Linked DNA regions of Mus musculus: region 2 is linked to region 1. Evidence: chromatin contacts called from public Hi-C data. All regions are on one chromosome and are shown on one strand. Each heading gives the region's core, a stretch centred on a gene start, on an enhancer-like site or on the middle of the called end of the contact. The rest is flanking DNA. Distances are from core to core; before and after follow the strand shown. Region 1 holds the start of Lrp12 (low density lipoprotein-related protein 12). Region 2 holds the start of Eny2 (ENY2 transcription and export complex 2 subunit).

What was found. Hi-C and Micro-C count contacts between places; a contact is called where the count stands out from the background.
Region 2: a contact with region 1 is called in a Hi-C map of uterus, with 6 times the contacts expected there. The contact joins the promoter of Eny2 here to the promoter of Lrp12 in region 1. A contact is called at or near these places in 1 of 39 promoter capture datasets (pre-B cells) and 1 of 484 Hi-C or Micro-C datasets (uterus).

The regions. Positions count from the first base shown.
Region 1 is chr15:39,939,107-39,946,896 of GRCm38.p6, forward strand. Lrp12 (low density lipoprotein-related protein 12) reads right to left here and starts at 4,888. Exons shown (of 7, transcript NM_172814.4): 1 at 4,498-4,888. The coding sequence starts at 4,576.
Region 2 is chr15:44,424,662-44,432,451 of GRCm38.p6, forward strand. It overlaps Eny2 (ENY2 transcription and export complex 2 subunit), which reads left to right and starts at 3,450. Exons shown (of 5, transcript NM_175009.3): 1 at 3,450-3,581; 2 at 4,899-4,975; 3 at 7,777-7,790. The coding sequence starts at 3,576. It overlaps Nudcd1 (NudC domain containing 1), which reads right to left and starts at 3,646. Exons shown (of 10, transcript NM_001113554.1): 1 at 3,001-3,646. The coding sequence starts at 3,115.

The sequences.
Region 1 (7,790 bases), core at 3,638-6,137:
ACCACCAATTATGTAAAACAAAATATCTAAGATCAGAAAGAGAAATTCCCTTTACCTTTTCATAAGCTTTAAACTTTCTATTCTGCAGAAAAACGTCTTGATCCAGGCCTGGCACTTAAACATGTACTCTTGGGACTGAGGAGTCTGGAGCAGGAGGATTGCTGTGAGTTGGAGGCCAGCTTGGGCCACAGCCCCTGGCTTTAACATCTACATTTTAACAGTTCCTTCTACCTGCGGCTCACGTTTCTCTTTGGTTCTCTTCAGTGGAGACCAGACTTTCTAGGAAGCATCTAAATCGTTTATGACACATCATTCAAACCTCTTCCAAGCTTCTGGAATGTAGACAGCTACCCTTCAAAAAGTTGTCACTGCACCCAAGCCCCTGGGATTGGGAGGAATCTGCTGCCTGTCTTCAATCTCCCTAGGATATAGATATAATTTAGATTCTGAACTCAAAGAAGGGTTTATATTAAGCAATTAATTCAGTTTTATTCAATATATTTTATGTAATCAAGCTTGACTTTCTCAGAAGTAATTGGTATCTGCTTAAAATATTTTTCCCTCTGTTCCAGTTATTTCTACCACTTTTCTAAAATTGGAACTTCCAGTTTATCCTTACACTGAAAAAAAATTTTTAGTACTGCTGAGTGTTCCATATAATTCATGGGGAAAAGATTTATCCATTAGATATAAAGTAAAGAGTAAGGAGAATATTATACCCAGCCACAGCATCCATAACAGCAGGCGCACAATAAAGCCTCTTGCCATAATCAGATGATAGTTCAAACAGGAATGTTATCTATCACAGGTCAGAGAGCATACATACATCAGGGTGAGTTTTTACTGACACTGAATGCTTTAGCAGGAAGTAACCTGAAACTCTCCAAGGCAATTATAAGATCATAAACAAGCAAAACAAATGCTCTAAACCATACTCTAAGGCTTCCTCTAGGACGGTGTTCAACAAATGAAACAGTGGCCCAAAAGCTAGAGTCAAGATGAGCAAATGAGGGACGGGAAGGCAGGGAAGGGAGAGTGCATGACAGGCAGCACGCCAGAGTGTGTCCCAAACATAAGGACACCACCTCATGAACTTTGTTTCTTTCTCCAGATATATTCAGAAAGCAAGGCAACAGCCAGCTAAGCTCTGGGGACCACACTCCTTCAAGCTTCCAAAGAAAGCCAGTGCCAATTGAACCTTCACTTTCTCCTGTCCTCCTGCACATTCAAAGCTATTCTGACAGAAGAAAGACTGAAAGATAACACTGGCCCTAGGACAACCTCAGAAAGCATTAACTGTAGGCTGATGTATAAGCTAAATTAATTGTATACTTTTACACAATTTAAAGTTCAAGCAAGACTTTGGCATCTGGAAAGATAACCTGCAGCTATAATAGTCACATATCACAGTTCACCAACAAATAAAAGGTTATGCAAAGAATGTAAACACCAAATAAGGAGTTTTAAATCTATACGAAATGTTTTAAAGGTTCATATTTTGGTTAATAGCCAAGAGTAACTGGAAAAAAACAAAACAAACAAACAAACAAACAACAACAAAAACAACCTACCAAGCAAAGAAATAAACAAAACTGTTGGAATTCCCGAAATACTGGCTCAGAACCTTTCCTTATCAGGTCTATGTCAAATTATTCAGAATATTCACTTGTTTTAATGGAACTTTCTAATTTTATTTATTGATTCGATTATTTACATTAATTTGTGCATGTGTAGGACCTGTGTGTGAAACAGGGTTTGTCTGTCGGGGTCAGAGGACAGCTTTGTGAAGTTTATTATCTCGTCTACCTTATGTGGGTTCCAGAAATTGAACTCAAGTCACCATGCGCTATAGAAAATATCTTTACTACTGAGCTGTCTCAACAGTCCTTTATTTTTTAAGCCATACTCGTGTGTGTGCAAGAACATGTATATACGGAGATCAGAGGGCAACCATACATGTTCGTCCTCAGGTGCTGTCCATCTTTCCCAGACAAAGGTCTGGAGCTTGCCAAGAAGATTATACTAACTAATGAGTCCCAGGGAATCTGGCTGTCTCTGCCTTCCAGAGAGCATGTTACACTGCCCATTTTTACATGAGCTAGGGATGGAATTCAGGACTTCAAGAATTGTACTGAGATATCTCCATAATGTACGTATGTATGTATGTATGTTCCATGTTCACTCAAATGGTTCTGTCAGGGTATATCCACTATACATGACAACTTTAACACAGACCACACAAACTCTACTATTCCTATTCCAGTACAGTTTAGCTATTGCTACAGTTATTTGTTTTTCTTTTCCTAATAATATAAACCCAAATCTGGGTGAGGAAACAGAAACACCCGGGTGTGCACGCACTCGAGCACACCCCCTCCCACTCCCACCCAACACACACTCGTGCACACTCGTGCACAGCTGTACAGAGAATGTCCCTGGCTTCAGGACGAAGAGTTTCTTTTAGCTCTGTCAGTACAGTTCAATATTTTGCCCATCTCACTGCCTCTTATTTCCTTATCATTTGAAACTCAAGTGGTTGGAGACATCAACCTTTGGAATTATCACCTGACAGCTTTATAACCGTGATCCCACAATGGTGGAAAAAGGAGTTTTGGCCTTTGACTTCAATTCCTCACTGAACACAAACACCTTTGTAAAGTACCTACCAGAAGTCCACTGTGTATTATAAATGAATACATCAGGACCAATACTGCTTTACAGCCTCTTTATCTCTGAAGGCAAAGGATCTTTATTTCAAACACCAATGGCATGAGTTTTCCTGAAGACTCAACTTATTTATTTAGTCTGATCAGACATCACATAAACTCAATTCTGATAACAGTGCAGAGCATACACAACTGGACATTCCTAATCACCCTAGATTAAAGAGTCCTCTCACTCTCCTTTCTCCTGGGCCATTATACCAAACCTAGAGCAGGACTTACTCACCTCCAGGCTAGAAAACAAACAACATAATAGCTTATTGATCTCTGGTGTAGACCCAAACCCACAGGTCATCAGCCAAGCAGGGATGGCACTAACGGTGAACAGTCAGGTCCCACACAAACACATCACTGACAGTTACTACATCAAATGTGGATAAGCCCATCACCTGATCAGAACAAAATAACACACCACGTGTGAACTACACTGAAAATATTACTATTTCTTAGCCATCATGAAATGCCAATTTACATTCATTATATTTTTCATATAATGAGAATTCTCAAGGTTTGAAAGTTACCATCATATTTAATTCCACAGATAAATACTTTCGAGATAGGGTTTCTCTGTATAGCCCTGGCTGGCTGTCCCAGAACTCACTCTGTAGACCAGGCTGGCCTCGAACTCAGAAATCCGCCTGCCTCTGCCTCTGCCTCCCAAGTGCTGGGATTAAAGACAAATACTTTCAAAAGAGGTGCTACCATATGCTGGGGAATTATATGCTACAGAAACCACCGCCACTATACTACTGAATTAGTATTTGTGGCAAATGAAGTGGACTTTTTATAAGTAAAAATACCCGCCCCCCCCCCCGTAGCTTCTGTTTGTTTTTCTGGAGAAATCAAACCATTACTCCAAAATGGAAATGTTAATTGTGTTCTCTGCAATATCCATTCAAGGAGTTAACTCATGAGAACTAAGAATGGTGAAGTCAGAGCCCAAGCTGAGGTCTCAGTGGTGAGCAGTCCTCTTAATTTCCTTTAGTTCTAGTTCATACAAAGCACGGTCGTGACACACAATCAGACTGCAATCCGTAAAGTAGTGTCCCTAACCAGATCGCAGACCGGAATGAGGCAAGAGTCACAACAGCATCAGAGGGCACAGATGAAATGATAAGTGAACTGGGAGTCAAGGCAGACTTGTACGTCCCAATAGAGAAAGACTGAGGTGGGGCTGGAAACTATTTTCTGGCCTTCTCTCCAGTGCAGCTACTGGGGAACGAGATCCTACACGCCCGAGACCCACAGAGCCCCAGGCGCAGAGGTGGAGGGGTGGGAAGGAAGCAATCGGGGTGCTTTTGGAGGGAATGGGGACTAAGAGAGATGGGCACGACAGCAATTTCACTGAGAAGAGAACTTCCTGCCTCGGGAAGGATCTGGGACAGGACCGTCCCGGAGGCGACCTCCCCTTCGTAGTCTCACGGTCACATCTTTGTGCGCGAGGACTGTACAGCCGGCAGCGAGCGCTAGAGGAGCGAGCCGCCGGGGGCCTCGCGCCGGGCTGGGGAGTTTTCCCGCACGCCGTCGCTCCGCAGGGACCCCTGGCTCGGACCGGCCCGCCTCCATCGCTCCGAAGGATCGGCGGCGGCCAGAGGACCCCAGCATCCCCGCGGGCAGACAACCCTCCCCGCACCATCCCGCGTGGGTCTTTGTCCCGTCGGCAACCCAGGTCTCCCCGGGTCGCCCAAGCACAGCCCGTCCTGGAGGCCCGGGGGGCCCCCGGGGTCGCCCCAGCTTTGTTCGGTCAGAGGGGCGCAGGGAGGTGGACACTTACCGTACACCCCAGCGAGGAAAAGCAAGAGCCACGCCGACCCCCGCCGCTGAGACTCTTTTGTGCTCCAGCGACGGGCCATACCCACGGCAGATGGAGGGAGCGAGGAGATGGAGGAGGAGGAGCTGGGGCCAGACGCCGCCGCCGCCGAGCCCCTGGCTGCTCCCTGCGCGCTCCGCGGCGGCGGAGGGGGAGGGGCGGGGCCGCCCGCGCGCGCTCCCTCCCGCCGGCCCTGCGTCGGTCGCGCGAGCCCCTAGCGGGCCGGCCTTCCCGGGGGCAGGGACGCGCAGCGCGCGCGCCAGCCGCAGGCGACAGGGCCGGCAACTGCGGGGCTCCGGCCTCGCGCCGCACAACCAGCCGGCGCCGCCACCCGCCAGACTGAGCGCGAGCCGGCACCGGCGCTCATCCGTGCACTCGGCAATCCCCTGGCCCGCCTGTCTTGGTTCCCGCCCCGCGCTTCCCTGGACTCGGCCGAGCTCGGGCGGATTTCGCCGCGCCTGGAGCCGGAGTAGCGAGGCAGTGCCAATCGATGTGCGAGCACGCGAACGCCGGCCGCTGGGTTCCAGGGGCTCGAGGGCTGGAGTGGGGAGTAAGGAGGGGGGAGCGGGACGGCGGGGATGTGCTCTGACCGAGCTCCGCCGCAGTCCCCGGCCTTGGTGTTGTGCCCTCCCCGGAGATCCTCTAGGCTGATGAGCTACGCGTGGAGGGAAGAGGGGTGGGAACTTAGAAGTCCGTTGCTAAGACCCCCGACCTTGCCGGCTCCGCTTGAATTTGGCTCTGAAAGAGTGAATGGGTCGTAGGTCCCTGTGGATAACCTGATGTAGAATCTCAGCCAAAGGATCTGGGGATACATCCGGCCGGGCTACAGGGTCTGTGCTTCTAATCTGGCAGGGAAGACGCAGGAGACCCTTTTGACACTCGGGTGGGGTGGAGTGGACCTGGGACGTGGAAAGAGGGATATCCCTGACCCCCCCCCGCCCCCCCCCGCCCTAAGCCTCTTCTCAGCTCCTAACAAGTATGACACTTCTTTCCCTTAAGTACCCATAGAGCTTCTGTCTGTAGTGACACACTGGCACTTCCACCTTTTTAAAGTGTCGTCTGCACTGTTTTGCCTGCTGTCCTTGCCATTTACAGGCACTGTCCACTATTCGCTGAAGATCAGCAGTGCCCTATGCTGTACTGTTGACACAGGCTATCTTTGTTTCCCGACAATCTTGTGAGATGAATATTATCCACGTTTTAGATAAGCTAATGAGACTCAAAGAGGTTAAATTATCCCAAAGGAGTTATCAAGTAAATCTACGGACTTTGTTTCCCCCATCCCAAAGTCAAGCACTTTCACACTAGCAGGAAACTCAAGCAAAATGCTTAGTACCCATCAGTTACATTAAATTTTAGTATATGCCTGGGGAGGTACATTAGAGTTTTCCTGTATCTCTTGCTTATTTGACCCTTTAGTGACCCCCTGAAATTATATGTCAGAAGAGAAAAGTTAATGCTTAAGAAATCTTTTACAAGATGGCAATAAACAAAAGTCCTGAACCGGGATTTTTTTTTTCTATTCTTTTTTGAGAACACAGCAATTTTGTTGTTCCTGATTCTGCAATCAGCAGATATGATTCCTTGTTTTATGACACTACACTCTGATCGCTGTTTTTGTTTGTTTGTTTGTTTTGTTTTTTGTTTTTTCCCAGAGCTTTTTCTGTTCATTGAATTTGTGTCAGGCCACAAACACAATGAAAAAGTAGACTGTACTGCATTCGTCTCCCACCCCATCACTTTCAGTACCATTCAAGGAACTCTGTCCCAAGAGGAGACACATGGTGCCCCCCACCCCCAGGACCCTTTCGCCTGCACTCCTCCACAAACACTTGTTCATCTACTGAGTGGCCTCTTCGACTGTCAAATAATCAATCTTTTGTTTTCTAAGCCCCTTTAGCCTTCTTAAATTTTAATGAGGACTCTGGAGAACTTCTACTTAGAAATTAAAATGGAAGCTTTAACTATTTTTAGTTCTTTTCAAATAAAACATAAGAATCCATGTTACCATCTCTAAAGCAAATAGGAAAGTGGTGTAGTTTCTCTCTTTGCAGACCTTCCTTGTGTCTGTCTGGCTGAAAACATCTGGATTCCCATATCTGTTTCCGAAGCCAATCTGTTACAGTATGTTGTTTTGGTTGAAGTATATTAAGAAATTTAGACCAAAAAACAAACAAACAAAAAACAGGCAGTGGTGGCGCACACCTTTAATCCCAACACTTGGTAGGCAGAGGCAAGCAGACTTCTGAGTTTGAGGCCAGCCTGATCTACAGAGTGAGTTCCAGGACAGCCAGGGCTATACAGAGAAACTCTGCCTCGAACCCCACCCCCACCCCCGAAAAAAAGAAAGAAATTTAGAATCATAGAGATCTGCAAATTGCAAAAAACAAAACAAAAACAAAACAAACAAAAAACAAAACAAAAAACAAAACAAAACAAACTTCCTTGAAATAGTCTCAAGAACACCTCTACCAATACAGGCTATGCAACGCCAATCCATAAACTGCTCCAAAGCACTGAGCAATGAAACAAGCAACAAAAAAAAAAATATATATATATATAACCACAACTGCCCCACACATAAGATTTTGAAGTTTCAAGCATTTTGGATGAAAGAACACAACTTCTGAAACTTTAAAAACCATCATTCTAGCTGGGGCATGGGGGCGCACGCCTTTAATCCCAGCACTCGGGAGGCAGAGGCAGGCAGATTTCTGAGTTCAAGGCCAGCCTGGTGTACAAAGTGAGTTCCAGGACAGCCAGGGCAACACAGAGAAACCCTGTCTCGAAAAAACAAAACAAAACAAACCAACCAACCAAACAAACAAAAAACCCCCCAAAAACCAAACCCATCATTTTTAGCTGTCTATCTTAGACGGCTCAAAGAAAGTGGCCCTGTAAGTAGTTCTAAGGATATGTCTTACAAGGGAACATTTTTCCTTAAAATAATTCTAATAGACTATCAAATGTTACAAAACATGTTATAGAGTAGGCATGTTATCAGGCACTGGGCAGGATAATCACTCCTGTTGTCCACCCTACCTTCCTGGCTCTCTAGGCTGTACATCAACTGGATCGTATGAAGAAGCCCTTTGAAATCCATTAAAACTCTGGCTATAAAGAGGTTTGTATTGGTAACCATTCCATTGAGTGGAGTATTTATTATGCTTGGACAGTTCAGATTTGTAGCCTATAAAGCATAAATCATGCCTTTAAGAAGCAGCTGCTTCTTCTTCTGGGTCCTTATATCCATAAAA
Region 2 (7,790 bases), core at 2,200-4,699, 4.5 Mb after region 1:
AGTAACATGGGACCTATCTATGGCTTAGAAAGTTAGAATAGACAAACATCTGCCCAGTCATTGTGTTTAAAGCTTGTTAATAAACTTAATAGGACTTTGAGTCAATTATTTGGGAGCTAGAATGGGAACAGATAAGGCTTTCCCTCCTAAATTATTGACTATATTCACTCTACATAAAAATTATTTCAAACTCTATCAAAATCTGAAATACTGAGATGGCTACAAGAGATTAAAGGGAATACATTTCAAGATATAGGCACAGAAAGAAAAAAAAAAACTTTTGAACAATACTTTATCAGCACAGGAAATAACCACAGGAAATAATAAACGAGATGATATAAAATTAAAATGTTTTCTCAACAGCAAAGAAACTATTAACAGAGTGAAAGGCAGACTACAGAATGAAAGTCTTTAGCTCTATACTCAGACAAAAAGTTAATAGCTAACTATACATAACAACGACAACAAACTAAAAAACTAAAACACACATCACTACACATCAAAGTGTTTCACATCCTTAGCAATCAGGAAAAAAGCAAATTAAACCTACTTTGAGATTCAGTGTCATCCATAAGAAATGAGAGGATAGCGCACACCGATGATCCCGTTTTATGGCTAGTGGAAATTTAAACTACTTATAGCCATTATGGAGATCTATATGGAGGTTTCTCCAAAGCTTATGACCCTACAGCTATACTTTTGGGCATATACTCAAAGAATTCTCTATCCTACCACTGAGATCCCTGCACACTCACATTCATTACTGCTCTCTTCCCAAAAGCTAGGAAACAGAATCAATCTAGATGTTTATCAATAGATGACTGAATAAAGGAAAGCTACACAGATGCACGTATATGAAATGCATTATATTCAGCTGTAAAGAAAATGAGATTTGCAGAAAAATGGACAGCTCTAATCTTGGTTGTCAACTTCATAGGATCCCAAATCATCTTTTTTTTTTTAAGATTTATTTATTTATTATATGTAAGTCACTGTAGCTGTCTTCCGACACTCCAGAAGAGGGAGTCAGATCTCATTAGGGATAGTTGTAAGCCACCATGTGGTTGCTGGGATTTGAACTCAAGAGCAGGTAAGAGCAAGGTAAGAGCAGTCGGGTGCTCTTACCTGCTGAGCCATCTAACCAGCTCCATCCCAAATCATCTTATAGATAAGCCTCTGGGCAAACCTATGAGAGATTACCTAGATCTTAATGGGGGCAGCACTACTGAATAAAGAGAAATCAGGTTGAGAGTAAGCATTCTCATTTCCTGACTGTGGGTGCCAGCAGAGAGAGTTACACAAGGGCACAAGGAAACTTGGGCATTATACCTGTTTAGTACCTTGATTTCACATTAACAGAGAGTAATATAATTTCCTAGACTTTCACTGTCCCAACTTTTAGCGCTCTAGATCTCCACCCTCTGCTAGGGTCTTCCAACAGCAATTCTTCACTTGATTATTTAATTTGCTTTGCCCAATGGAACAAGTGGAAATGTGTCGACAGCCACTGGAACAGCATGTACACCGTGACTTAACTTCCGCAAACAGCCTGTGCTAGCCTGTTGAAAGGTGACCAGCCATATGGAAGACTCAAGTCAAGATCATCTGGCAAGTGATCTAGACAAATCAAGCTGACTAGAACTGCCTCTGCCAACTCGTAACTGAATGAGCAGTGAGGAGAACCTGCTGGCTTGAGCCATTAGGTTTTGTTCCTTCGAATTTTGTTTCCAATCAATTGGCTAACTAAACATGGCCGGATCATTTATTGACACAGAAAGAAAAGCAACAAAAAACGTCCAAGAGAAAGAACAAAAAGAAGGAAGCACCTCTCCTCTTATACCAGCCAACAGCTACCTGTTTTCCTTCACAACTCAAGTCCCTCATCAACTCCTACCGGAAGTTTTCCCAGGTCTCCAAACAAGTTGAGAAAACATACTCAGTTAGACCATTACATTTGCTCACGTTCCTCTCACTACTTGCCCATACTGTAATTAGATGTTTATTAGTGAATGGATTATGATTTATTAGGTACTCATGATTATACCAATCACGTAATCATCTCGATGAATCACAAAACAGGCCCACAACAATTACTTTTACACTTAAGAAACTTTAAAAACAAACAAACAAACAAACAAACAAAAAACCCAAGCATTTGTTGGTCTACTTGTTTATGTCTTTAATCCCAGCACAGAGGCAGCTGGTTATCTGTGAGTTCTGGGCCAGCCTGGGCTACAAAGCAAGTGCCAGGACAGTCAAGAATAGACTCCCTACAATCTAGATACAATCTAGAGAAAAGATACATAGATACATACATAAGTAACGCTTGATACTCAAACGTCGACTAACACCTCTAGATCACTATTTCTCAAAGTACAACCTATGGAAAACTTGTATCAAAATAAGAATCTGCAGAGACATGTATTTAAAAACACAAATCCCTGGACACTTTCCCTAACAAAACTACAATTCCTATGGTTGTAAAAAGGAGAATAGCCTCTAGGAAGTTACAGATAAATAAGTAGTAGCAGCAAGCAACAGTAAGCGCACTAAATCACTTGCCCTCAATAAATTGTAGCATGATCCAGGACCCGAGTATTTGAAACTGCTAACTGAATGTGGAAATTTTTCTCTCCCAAGAAATGATTCTGCGTCAGAAGGAAAAAGGGAGTTGGGGACTTTCCAAGGAGGTGTGGCTTCTCAGCGAACACGTTTACTAAAGGTAAGGTTTGGGAAGGAAGGACAACTTGAACCTTCAGAGCAGGAGCCAGAGATGTATGGGCGGAGAACATCCGAGCCTGAGCTGCGGACGCCTAGGCCAGCCCACAGTGCCGCGGCTAAGGCGCGGAAGGAAAGGGGGCATCCTCGGGTCCCCGCGTGGACGGCCGCTCTAGGTGCAGACCGGCAGGAGGTGGCTGGCTAGCCGGAGTGACAGAGGGTTGCGCCAATGGCAGCCTCAACAAGAAGGAACCGGGTGCGAGAGGGTGCCGCCGATCCCACCTGCATCAAGCTCCAGCTGGTAGCAGGGCAGCGGTTCGAGAGACAGCTTGTAGCCCTCGAAGCGGGGATCCAGCAGAGGTCTTTTCACCCGCAGAGAGCAATTGGCCGCCTCCATCGCGTTCCCCCGATCCCAGCAAGAGAATCAATAAAGCTCTTGTTGAAAGGTCCGCGCTTCACTCCTGGAACTGAGGCTGGGAAACGGCGTGGTTCCCATCCCAGACGACTCTGCGGCGCCACGTCTCTTCTGGGAAGTGTAGTGTCCATGAGAAATTTGGTTCTGTTGCAATGCTGGGAAATGTAGTTTTTTGATCCCTGAACCCACGTCAGCTAACAGACTCTGGACTTCCTTACCCAGAGGGCCGAGCGACCAGAAGGCGGCCCGCGCTAGTTGAATTCTCACATTATAGGCAGGGTGGCCAGATCCCGCCCCGGAAATGCGTGGTCTAGCTTTCTGTGTGCTTAGGTGCCCGAGCTACTGAGGGTCTAAGTCCGGGCAGCCGAAGAGTGTGGTAGGTAACGGTCGTCAGCGCAAGGGTCATTTCGTCGCTGGGAAGGGACGGCCCTCGCCCGCGGTGATGGTGGTGAGCTATGCCCGTGGTCCTCAGGGCCGGGACCCGGGCCCAGCCCAGGCTCCTTTCGATGTGCTGTCTTTCGTTAGCTTCCCCGACCCGCGCTCGCTCGCTCGCTCGCTCGCGGGCCTGTAGGGCTCTCCGACAGGGCGTGCTGCTGGAGTTGGCCGGGAGCCAGTCCCCGCTTTGTTTTCTGGCTCCTCCCCTCCCGCCTCTCCAGCTGTCTGCGCCGTGTTGCATTTTCCTAAAGAATGTCAGAACCGGGAGGGAGTCCCTAGCGCCCTGGTTTTACCAGTGAGAAAACTGAGGCCTTTAGGCATTAAGTGACTTGCCCAAGGTCACTATCCGTGATTTTAGGGGCCAAGACGAGACGAAGTTTTGCTGTTCTTGCTATGACACTGTCTAAACTTTTGCAGTTAATTTGGAAATGTTAAGCCCCAACTACAGAAGTAAAGCGTTGCCTAGTTATTAACCCTCTGTTCACCTGCTTCTTGCGCAGCCCAACTCTGAAAATTCTTTGTAGTCTGAATTTCCATACAGACAAGACGGAGAATTACAAAAGAAGATTCACACTAAGTAGGAAAACATTAACTTAAACCTGACTTTTAAATGGCAAAAATGCGCTCAAAAGTTAACCTTGCTTTTTTTTTTTTTCCCCTACACCTATTTTGGCATTGGTTGTCTGTTTTTTATTGAAAATGAAGAATTTCTCAAAGACTAGTTTGAAATTCGTTTTCTTACTTACCCTTCAGAAATAAGGATATGAAATCCAAAGCTAGGGTAGCAGTTGTAATTCTCCGTGAAGTTTATTGGGTAAAGCAAGCACATAGTCTTATTTCATTTTTCATAGTCGTATCTTTTATTAGTGTGCATGCTATGGCTTACCCAGAAATTGAATGCAGTTAAGATGCAGAAATGAACGCCAGTCAGATATTAGTGTACAATTAAATAAGGTGGGACTCCAAGTACCTGACTTCACATTCTGTCTCTGTGCCTCAGTGTTCTCATCTGTAAAATGGAATTGTGTCATTAGAGCAAATTTGGGGGTTAAATATTCTCAGTTTTAGGTACATAAGTGCTTAATGGTATTATAATAGTAGTTATTCCCTTTTTAAAAAGACAAAGAAAATAAACAATAAAGAGCTTATGAGGGAAGGGAATTGGGATACAGGAAATAGTACTAAGAATAATAATACCATGTAAGGTACTTAAAATTATCATCCTTTCCTTATTATAATGTTCAATGTATTAGGATGATTGTCTAGAGAGGTCTTAGAAGGAAACACTTTTCTAAATATTATGTATCTCAAAATGCATGTTGATGTCCAGGTTAGCAAGATGAACAAAGATGCGCAGATGAGAGCAGCGATTAACCAAAAGTTAATAGAAACTGGAGAAAGAGAACGGTGAGTAATAAATTGTATCAATAAAGTAGGTTTTACCATCTTTAATAATTATATTGGAGGAATTTCAAGTGTCAAGGGCCAAAACATACCTGGAAAGAATTACAGAAAAGTAAAGCTTATCAGAGTTTCTATTCTTAACATCTGTAATAGTTTGAATCAGCATTACCAGATTCGGAAGTGTCATATACAAAGATAAGCAATCAGTGACACTGCTAAGGCATTTTTAACAAAGTGGAAAAGAGACCGCAAAGACACAAATATCTACAGCTGGAGAATATTACCCAGGTTTTATTATAGAACTGTGTTTAATTACCTCAGGCCCTTAACTCTGGGGCAGCATGTGCTGTTACTATTTTCTGAAGGACTTTCTTGTTCCTCTTATTTAAATACTCAGCTATGTATCTTCAAATTCCAGCTCTTGTATCCACTCCCTACTCCATTAGCTTATGGTCTTCAGTGTGATCCACCCTCCATGACAGAGATACCTTTGTATTCCCATTGTATAATGCTATGCTCAAAACCTAATTTAAGGAGCAAACGTTTAAAGAAAGGGCTGAGAAACAAACAGAATGGCTCTCAGAGCAGGGTAATCAAGTGTACAAAGGAATGTCAGGAACTGTGGAGTTGCTTCCATTTTACCTGGAGGTGTTTGAGTAAATTTCAGTAATAAAAGAATTTCACCTAGTGTGGAAGAAGAATCTGCAGTCCCCAAGGTCAAAGAGGGAAAGGATAGTCTAGCAGCAGAATCTGCTGCCAGAGCTTTGGTACCTGATAAGTGCTCAGGAACTCACAATATAGGCAAAGTGGGAAAGCTTGTGGCTGGAACAGTATGCAGGAGTATGAATTGTTGTGTAAGAATTCTGGCCATTGAAAACATACTGAATTTCAGAACTGTTTTGACCAATGGAACTATTTAAGCCCATCTAATTAAAATATTGAAAATTTGAAGGTGCTTTTATGCATCATTTAGTCCAGGCACTTAGATATTGTTGCAAGATGTATCTTTTCCTCTCTCAGCTCTGCTTTCGTCTTTGTTGTCTTTATTCTCAAACAGGCCCTACCCACAGGTGGCAGAGATTAGCAGTTCCAAATTTACATTCCACCAGCTCAGAGTACCTATCTCAGCAAAGAGCCTCACTTGATTACCATCTTGCTTAGGTAATAGGCAAGTTATGCGCAGCCGTGCCCAGGTCATATTTCACATTACAAGAACCTTGTCCAGATTTATACAGGGAGAATGACACAGTAGTGTTTGCTTGTTTTTCTCTTACAGAGCAGAAACTGAGTGAGTTACTTGCAAAAGCATACGTTTCTGTCTTTACCTTTGGATAATGGGAATTAGTAAGGATTTTTGGAAAGGGAGTGACTAGATTATATTTTCATTGTAGATACTGTTCTATCAATGGGAATGTAGATTTGAAGGGACCAAGATAGATGGTAGAAAAATTAATTAGATGATGTGGTGAAGGTAGAAAGTAGCAAAATGGAAGGGAGAACAAAGGAGAAACAGACCTCCATGTGAAGAAAGAGATAGCAGATGCTGTGCTGGGGTGTTGACAGTATATGCTTAGAGAATTGTGGTTTTCTCTCTTATTCGTATAGTGCCTGTCAGGTGCCATTCTCTGTTAAGAGCCCAGGATACACATAGTAAAGTCTAATTTCATGGGACTAACATTTTAATGGCCGGAAACACGTTATAATTGTGTAATATGTCACATGGTGATTCAGAGTGCCAGGGTAAAAATCAAGCATGAGGTCTGCAGGGAGGGTGATGTTTTAGACAGAAAAGGTACAGTATCTGATAGCACATCAGAGGACTATGACAGAATGGGGACTCCAGTGGCCACAGTGTTAACATAACCTTGCCTGAGTGTGCTGTCTAAGAAAGTAGGTAAAGGGAGAGGAAACGGAGTCAGCATAGCTGAGGGGAAGACAGAGGTTATTTGTCTTAGAACTTATCCTGGGGACGTTGGGAAGGCACTGGAAGATTTTGAAGAGAATGTTATGCTTGAGGGAAGAGGCAGGGAGTGGATGTAAGTTAGATCTAAGTTCAGACAAGGTAAGAAGGTGGCTGGAACTAGGGTACTCTTGGCAGAGAAACATTTGAATTGTAGGCAAGCATTTTAAAACTGGAAGTGGAAGATTTACTCATGCAATGGAAATGTAGCTAGATGAAGCATATTCCCAAGTTCTAACCCAACAAACCAGAGGAATGAGATTGTCATTTTGAGGAAGAGAGAGTGGGAAAGAGCATAAAGTTGGGTTATGGCTTTTGAAATTGGAAGGCTAACAGGTATCACAGTAACCATACCACATAACGCATCTCTGAAAGATGGTGAAAGAGTAGAGAAGCAAGGAAAGCAAGTCTGTTCTCTTGAGTGTGACACAGTTCAATTGGGAAGTAATTTCTGTTAAGGAGTTTTAGTTTACACAAATAGGTATGGCAAAGGGGTAGCAGAATATTTTCTTGGTGTCACAAATCGGTACAGCATTTTCAGCATGAAAAAAAAAAGGAAATCCTGCTAATTAAATTACAGTAGCTTTGTCATTGCTGCAGTATGGAGGTGGGGCAGCTAAAGACTGTAGTTAGTGAATGAATTGGAACCTGAAGATAAGTGAGGACAAAATTTGACTTTGGTAACATCAAAAAACTAATGACTCAAGATTAGACCATAATTAAAGTGTGGGGATGGAAAGCGGGGAGGTTTTAGTTGAACAGTTTGTAATAGTGCATTACTTCAGACATTTCCTATCTAAAGTATTTTACTTCTATTAATTTGAAAACATTTCCTTTTAAACAGCCTCAAAGAGTTGC